2 separate regions of the Zea mays genome follow, and region 1 is linked to region 2. Evidence: chromatin contacts called from public Hi-C data. All regions are on one chromosome and are shown on one strand. Each heading gives the region's core, a stretch centred on a gene start, on an enhancer-like site or on the middle of the called end of the contact. The rest is flanking DNA. Distances are from core to core; before and after follow the strand shown.

What was found. Hi-C and Micro-C count contacts between places; a contact is called where the count stands out from the background.
Region 1: a Hi-C map of leaf shows a contact between it and region 2, with 5 times the contacts expected there. The contact joins the promoter of LOC100279895 here to the promoter of LOC100283898 in region 2. A contact is called at or near these places in 3 of 25 Hi-C or Micro-C datasets (ear, leaf and tassel).

What each region holds. Positions count from the first base shown.
Region 1 is chr1:238,344,554-238,348,704 of Zm-B73-REFERENCE-NAM-5.0, reverse strand. LOC100279895 reads right to left here and starts at 2,350. Exons shown (of 18, transcript NM_001361000.2): 1 at 1,775-2,350; 2 at 1,556-1,666; 3 at 1,369-1,425; 4 at 1,196-1,272; 5 at 1,005-1,104; 6 at 221-294. The coding sequence starts at 1,855.
Region 2 is chr1:238,040,878-238,044,911 of Zm-B73-REFERENCE-NAM-5.0, reverse strand. It overlaps LOC100283898, which reads left to right and starts at 2,174. Exons shown (of 2, transcript NM_001156796.2): 1 at 2,174-2,355; 2 at 3,563-4,034. The coding sequence starts at 2,320.

The DNA of each region.
Region 1 (4,151 bases), core at 1,101-3,600, 300 kb before region 2:
ACTATAACAAAATATATTGATACAGATAAAAGTTGTTCCGTATATATAGATCTCAAGAGGTAAATATGGAAAAAAGAGAAACAGGCAAATTGAAAAGGGTAGGCACAGGACATAAAGTAAACAGTAACTTTGAGCAAATGTTTTTGTGTATGATTTTAACATGATAATCTGCTCATAAGATGGCAAGCTTTAAGCACACATAACAGGATGGGTGACTTACTTCAGACCTTCATGATGTCCAGGAGCCAAAACTGATGAGTATTTCTTATTACCCCCGTCTCGAGATACAAATATCTGGAAAAGCAGTATATTTAACTGTTCAAAGGTTGAGCCTTAATAGTAAAACTAAGGCCAAAATACTGCAAAAATTTGCGGCGCTAGGTGTAAAATTGTAATCTACCTGAAATATAATCAATTATAAGAACTTAATGAAGTGTTTAAAGACATTAGAATAGGTATGTCTAAAGTTATTGTGCTGGCTAAAGAAACGAAATGCATTACAAAGGGCGAAGGCAGGTACATGAAAGAAGAACAATCTAAAGTTATTGCACCAACTAAAGAAACGAAATGCGTTATAGAATGTATGCATAGCTTGACAAAAAAAATGCCCCTATCAACCATACTTCATATATCAGTGGAAAAAAGTGTAACCAGCCCACCAGCAAGTGCCAACTGTGAAGATTAAGTAACCTTCCCAGACATCATAACCTTGGTTGCATGCAACCATTCAGAAAAGGCAGTGTTATGCCATCTTAGCAAAGAAATATCATCTTATCGAACTCCCAAAAAAATGCATTGATCACATAGTTATATAAAATATAATAACTCATTTGCACATGGAACTTAAAATGTGTTTGTTTAAGTGATACTTCAAACATCTATAGTGCTCAAAAGGACATATCATCATACACATCAAGCTTCAAGAGTACATAAAGCATTGCACACATACATCATACAGCAAACCAAAGTCTAATAGAAACAGCATGATAAGATAGAAACATTACAGAGAACTGGTTCTCCATGACCGGCGAACTTTCACAAAGACCAGGTATGATGTGCCAATTCTTGAACTCTCCCCTGAAACCTCTCGAAATGCTTCCGCTCCTGTAAAAACCGATACTGCTGATATGAAGGCAAAGTTCTCCAGAATGCATCGATATATGAAGTTCAGATAAGCAATGGCATTAGCACACACCCCATCCCACCAAGTGGCACACCCTGGGAAGCTGACGGTTTACAGCGCTCTTTTGTGAACGGATCGATCGGTGCTTTCTGCAAGCACAACAACAGATCACACCCTGTCAGCACAGTTTTTGGATCCATTTGTGTTCTGAAGAAAATCATGCATAGGAGGATAGCTGATGTCACCCGTCCATGTGACGCCTCCTCCCGAACATACGACCATAGTCTCAGGCCAAGGCTCATCTGCAATTGCGGGAGCAGAACTTAGCAGGCAGCACCAACAAGGCAACAGCTTTGAACTAGAAGAGGAATAGAAAAAGCACATGTCCTAAAACACCCAACACAGAGGACCGGATCCCCGAGGCGTCCATACCATCCTCATTGCCTCCATGAAAGTGACACTGAACTCCTTGAGGATGTTCGCGTGGCTGTTGAGCCGCCTCCGCCACGCCTGCTCCGGCGGCGCCCCGCCATCGAAATCCAACTGCAGCGAAGGAAGCTCCAAAACGTCAGACCACCCCGCAAGCAACAGTCAACACGAAACGAGAAACGGAACGGATTCGCCGACGCAGGAGCCAAAAAGTGGGCTCACCAGCTGCAGCGCGGTCCGGCCGACGTACTCCTCCGCCGGCCACGAGTTCTTCCGGCAGTGGAAGATGTGGCCGCTCACCATCGCGCCCGCTCGACTCGAAGTGCTAGTTGCCGCTTCTCACCCTCCCCCGCGCCCGCGGTCACTGCCGCAGCCCCACCGACACGATCCTGCCCGCGCCGCGCGCCGCCGATCCGGGGTGCGCGCCCCCTGGGCTCCCGCCAAACCAGAAGATTCGCGGGCCGGACGCCCTCATGCGCATCCCCCGCGGCGACCGGGATCCCCAGCGGTAGCCCTCCGCATCGCCGCGCCGCCCCCGCAGATCGATTCGGCGCCCTCTGGATCGGCTGGTCACGCCGCGGCCGGCTGGATTGGATTGGACCGAATCCAACCGGTGAGTATGTATGGCTCTCCCTGCCCCTCCTCTTCTACCTTTTCTCCTCGCGGGCTGTCTGTCGCCGCGCTGGTGTGGTGCGCTATGGAGTCGTTCTCGAGGAGCGAGAAGGTGAGAGGAAGTCGACGGCGCACGCACTGGTGCCCGGAGGGTGGAGGGCTGGGCCTTCTGGAAGAGAAGAAGAAAGTGGTTACAGCGCCTACCGGCCACGCGCGTATGAATGGATACTACTAGTAGTACTCTACCAGCCCCGTTGGGTGGCGGTGCCGATTCGTGAGTTGGGGCGGCGGGCGGTTTACTAGCGTCTTCTCTGACGGCAGTTCGTGGTCTTTGCGTTGAGTTCAGGTGTCCACATACGTAACGGGAACCGAGGAAAACCTGCCGGTGATTTTGGGGGACGCCGGCCTGGCTCGTAGACTACGCTAGAATCGGTGCTGAATGCTACTACACGGTACGGAATAGCGAATCGGAATCCTTTTTTATGCTTTTAGCGAGGACTGCAACAATTTTGTGCGGTGCGGATCGGTTTTGCTTTTAGAGACCGAATTGAGTGTTTGGTTTGGCTTTTTCTTTGGTTTTTGTCCTTTAAAAACCAAAAATAAACTAAAGGACTGCAACCAGAAATTAACATTTTTAAGGATTCATTTCCACAAACGAAAATGAACTGTTTTTTTTAGAAAATAAATTTTTTTTTGAAAAATAGGGTTCCCAATCTAGCCCTAAAACACGACTTTTTCGTAGGACAAACATGAAAGCACCTCTAGACCTACTTTTAGTAGCTTTTGAATAAACTGAGAAAATATAAATGTAAGAACTTTTAGCGGCTTTAGAGATTCCACCAAATAATTTTTAACTTTTTAATAGATCACACCCCATATAAGCTTTTTTTATAGCTCACAGGCAACAACAACTTTTTTCACAGTCACAACCCAACCAAACAGACCCTTGGAGTGTGTTTGGTTTGGCTTTTGTTCCATAAAAGCCAAAAGCTAAACTAAAGGAATGGATCCAATAAACAACTTTTTCCTAAAATCCGACTTTCTCGTATTGTAAAACTGAAAGCAACTCTGGACCTGCTTCTAGCGGCTTTTGATGGTACCAAACGATTTTAGGATTTTTAATAGCTCACATCACACAACAGTTTTTTCACAGTTTACAGCCTACATCAGTTTTTTCCACAGCCACAACATCAACCAAACAGACCTACCGGTTCGAGGTGCGTAATCACGTTGTTAATTAATCTACTAATGTATAATGTGGAGATACTACTGATGAAAATTTGTGTTGAAAATATATTTCTGGAACATAGCTCTCTGAATGGCACAATCAAAATTAACATACTGTTTATGGAGAATTTTTCGATAATGAATTGAGATAGATCACGAGATCAAAAACTAAAGGTATGACATAGGAGACATGAAAATTAAGATAGATTCGGGCCTCTTGATTTAAGATGATATTATGTGTCCGCTTTATGGTGGTGTTTTTGTATTTTCTAATAAAAACTCATCTGATATGATCTCATGGGATCTACTTGAGGGCTCCCTGCTCCTGCTTCTAAGAAGGGGGCGATTAATACCTAGTCCATAATGGTATCAAATCGGTTACCTAATTGTACATGAATCCAATTATATGATTACAAGTGTATCTTTGACTTATCATTTATCTGTTAGGATCTTTGTATTATCCGATAGAACCTTTGTCTTATCTGTTAGGATCTTGATCATATCTTCTATTCGGATAAGACCTTTGTCGTGTTTGTGCTTCTGTAATCCTATTGGTGGTAGACCTCCTTCTGATCATGATGGACGAGTCTATGGGCTCTCAGCCAAGCTCATGGCCAATCTTACATATCCTTCTCGTTGAGATTGATCCAGGTACCCCTAGTATATATATTCTTGACAATAGTCTTCGATTTTTATTTGGTTGAATCATTAACTCATGTTGATGAGACTCTTCTATTGAATCTTCTTGAACGTCTTGAAT
Region 2 (4,034 bases), core at 925-3,424:
TCGACGACTATATCGGCTGCAGAGGTTCGGACACATCTCCTCTCCCTTACGCGACAAACCATGGCGCTCCTCGGAGCCCTCCTTGAGTTGAGGCTATAAAAGGAGGAGCCCATGGCTTCATTCAGGGAGGGGAACACTTCGCGGTTTTTACCTCTACGACTGATATTGACACTTGCCTCAATCATCAACAGGAGCTTGAAAACTTCTCCCTCTCCCTACCGGCTTGTATCCCATACTACAACCACTTGTGTGCAAGTAATATAAGTCTCATTCTCCTTTGCTAGAAGGAGGAGCTTCTCTTATCCGAACCAGAATAAAGACTTGTGTCTCCTTGCATCACACATCTAGATCTAGGCACACAGTACTAATTCACTAGTTGGTTGGATCCTCGGATCGAAACGCTAACATCTCTATTGTTAATATTATATTTTACAACAGTAGACACATTGCACATGCATGAAAAATCAAGCCGGCCTGCTGCTGCTTCCTGATACAAATACCACCCGAGCGAGCTGAGCGAGCAACAGCACCCACTGTTTCAGTATATCCTAGCGCTGGTGCGCTGCCCATGGTTTTCGGCTATACGAGCAGAGAGAACTGCGCCGATCGACCGCGTTGAAAGAATGCCAGTATATAGGGGTAGGTGAATTGTTTCAGGCGAATTGAACTGCCCATGGTTTAATTCAAGCGAATTGAAGGCCCGGCGCAGGCCTTTTCAGAGAGGTAGCTCGGCTCGCACACCATCCGCCTAGCTAGCTCTCTCGGCCTCTCCATGCCTGCAGCGCCCAGTTCGCTGATGAGAGACAGGAGGAGCAGGGAGCATCAGGCACATGCGTGCATGGTCTCCTGGTCCAATGGCTACAGCCGTACAGGCTACCGAGGAAGGACGGGCCTACAGTACAATTATTATAGAGCAAGGCAGGTACAATGGCTCGGTTCGGCGCTGGATCCGGCGCCACGGCGGGCCGGCCGGCGATGGAGCCATTGGCGCCTTTGGTTGGCTGGGAGCTGGGACCACGGCGTCCGCACCAGCCATTTGATGCGCTATAAACCAACTGTGCCACGGTACTGCAACGGGTGTGGGAGGAAGGATCCATGGGGTTGGGCTGTGTGTTGCGGGAGACGATGGTGATTGGCTACCAACCATGTCGCGAACTTAACCCAAAGAAGAATGTTTCCCTTCTGATTGTTGCGTCTCTCTGAGATCTTCTTTGACGACGGGAGTGAACCAGGTTTTATAGAAGCTAAAATTAAAGAGTCATCACATATATAACCACTAATCTACTGTGAAATAAACCATCTTACAAAGCAGACCGCGGGACAGAAACAAGCGAACAAAGAAACAGAAGACAAGACGCCAGAGAGGCCTGAACCTGAAGCAACAACCAGAATCAACTACCAATAACTAGCCTACAGAACATCTTCAACATCCATGTCTTCGGCCCTTCTCCAAAACCCTTGAAGCCGCCATTTCATCGTCTTCAACTTATCATCCAAAAATCTGACATCCCACTCTCTCTCTCTCAAAAAAGTGCCATCTCTGTAAAAAAAGTGAAGATTTTATGAAAGTTTTCATTAGAACTCTTCGAAAATGTGATGCTCTATCCCTATTTTGTTTCGTACATTCCACAAACCACATAAAATAGCAGTAGCTAAAATGGAAAGTTCTATATGATAATCTCTACTCCCCATAGCAATCCTGGACTTCATCTAGATCTATCGGAACCCTATCCCGTCCTAAATAGAAAATCATTCACCATTCTCATAAAAGTACCCTTCAACAATGTCCCAACATTCTTGTCTAGACTTAGATTTTCGTCAAGCAAAACATAGGTCTTTTGAACAATCCTATCTTTTTAGCTTTATGATTAGCCTCAAAGTAGCAGCTCTCAAATGTTCCTTTAGTATCAATTCATTTAAGATTTTCTATTCTATTTGCCTCCAAACAATATCACAATCCCTCACTGAGATTCTCTCGCGCCATCTTGTGGAGTGTGCCATATAGGATCCCATCTCGGCCCATCAAGTGCTGGGCCTGGCAAGCGTCTTGCGCCAGGCGCCCAGACAGGTGGTTCGGGTGCAAAGCCCAGCCAGACGCAACAAATTAGAATGGCCCATCCATGGCACCAGCGGGCGCTACGCCATTTGCAGTGAGAGCGGAACTGAAAAGGCCATTTGTAGTGAAAAGCAAGGAGAAGGAAAAACGCGAAAGCTTTCCCCCTGCTCACCACCTGCTGGCTGCTGCTACAGTGCTACTGCCATTACGCCACCACACGAGCTTGCGCGGCGACTCGGCGGCGGTGGACGAAGCGGGACGCCATGGACTCCCGCCAGGGCCAGCAGCCCAACTACAAGGTTCGCATCGCTTCCTCTTGGGCCTCGGTTCACCGTACCGTTAGGTCGTCTGTTCGCGGCGGGTCGGAGTGCGGGTCGCGGCCAGGAGTGGGAGGACCGAGGTCCGAGGACGTCGACACCTCTCGAGGATGCGAGGGGAGCGCGTGCGGGGTGGTGTTCGCGGCCGAATTGGGGTCCCGGTTTTCATGCCCGATCGATCGCTTCTACCATGACGAGGGTTTTGGGTTTAGTTTAGCCTTGTAGGGCGGTATCCATGTTTATCCCGGTTTTCGAGACGGTTTTGGTCGCGGCGTGATACTTTCTGTAACAGAGTACTAGTGGTGAAGCAGGTTTTGTGCGTCAATGCTCTTGACGTCGTTTGCATATTGAGCCTTTTTTGTGAGGATTTTGCTCTTAGGTCTGTTTGTTTTACTTCTAAATTATATAAGTTAGATTATAGTAGAAGAGTAGGAAGATAAAATATCACTTTGGTACAACAAATAAGCTAGCAGCTTATTTGTGATACCAAAATGATATTTTAACATATTACTCTTCTATTATAATCCAACTTATATAATCTAGAGGGGTCTTAATCTGGCTGCCAGGTTTTGGGAGTTTTTTTGTCCAGGACTAAACACAAAGTCAAGGCTTTGATATAAAAAACAGGGTTTTATTTAGATATTCTTTTTTGAACAAGAGCCGTGGAAATTTAGATTACCAGAAAACAAATAGATGATTATGTGAGTCTTGAGTTAAAGGGCTCATAAGCTGGACTACAGTTACATGGTGGTCGGGAGCTTCATCTGAACACCAGGTCGTCTGACGCTGCAACTGGTTCCTCAAAGTAACTGCAGTCGGTGCTGTACAATGTGCACTTGCTCCTGTGCACTAGCATCAACCTTTACAAGTTCTTGGAAGTTATTTAGCACTAAGATTTCATCAGCATTCTTAGCATTAATTGCTATAGTATCAAAAAGGGATAGTGGTACGAGTTGGTTGGATACTAACTATTGCTATACGTTGTGAAGGAAAGTAGGTAATACCAAAAGGGATTAAGGTTTATGTGTGGTGTTTACTGGATCAGTTTTTATTATTTTCTTGTGCTTTGTACAACTACCTGCATTCTTGCTTTGATGTTCTTTTACTGCAAAGTTCGACACATTATATTTTTTATGAAAGATTGAAGATTACTTATTATTTTTTTTTGGTTCCGCTGTCCTCTCTGCAGATTTATATTAGGATGATGAAAACAGTTCTGCTTGACGTGAAGTCCACTGATACCATAGATCAGATTAAGTCTAAGATTGGTGCTTTAGAGGGGATTGACAATAGCCAGCAAGAGCTCTTTTTTGCTGGAAGTCATTTGGAGAAGGACAACAGACTTGCTGATTACAACATCATGACAAACTCTTGTGTCGACCTTTATGTAACTGATGGGATGCAGATCTCTGTCAGTATCCCCTCTGTTTGGAAGACCATCAAGCTCAATGTGATGAAATCCCAGAGTGTTGCTGATGTCAAGGCGATGATCGAACAGATGGGGGGAATTCCTCTGGATGAACAAATCCTGATGCATGGATGCCAAAAGCTTGAGGACAACAAGTTGTTGAGTCAGTGTGGCTTGAGCAATGGCCACACCCTGCATGTTTTGGTCCGCCCCACCGACAGGCTGCATATCTCCGTGGATGTTGATGGTGAAG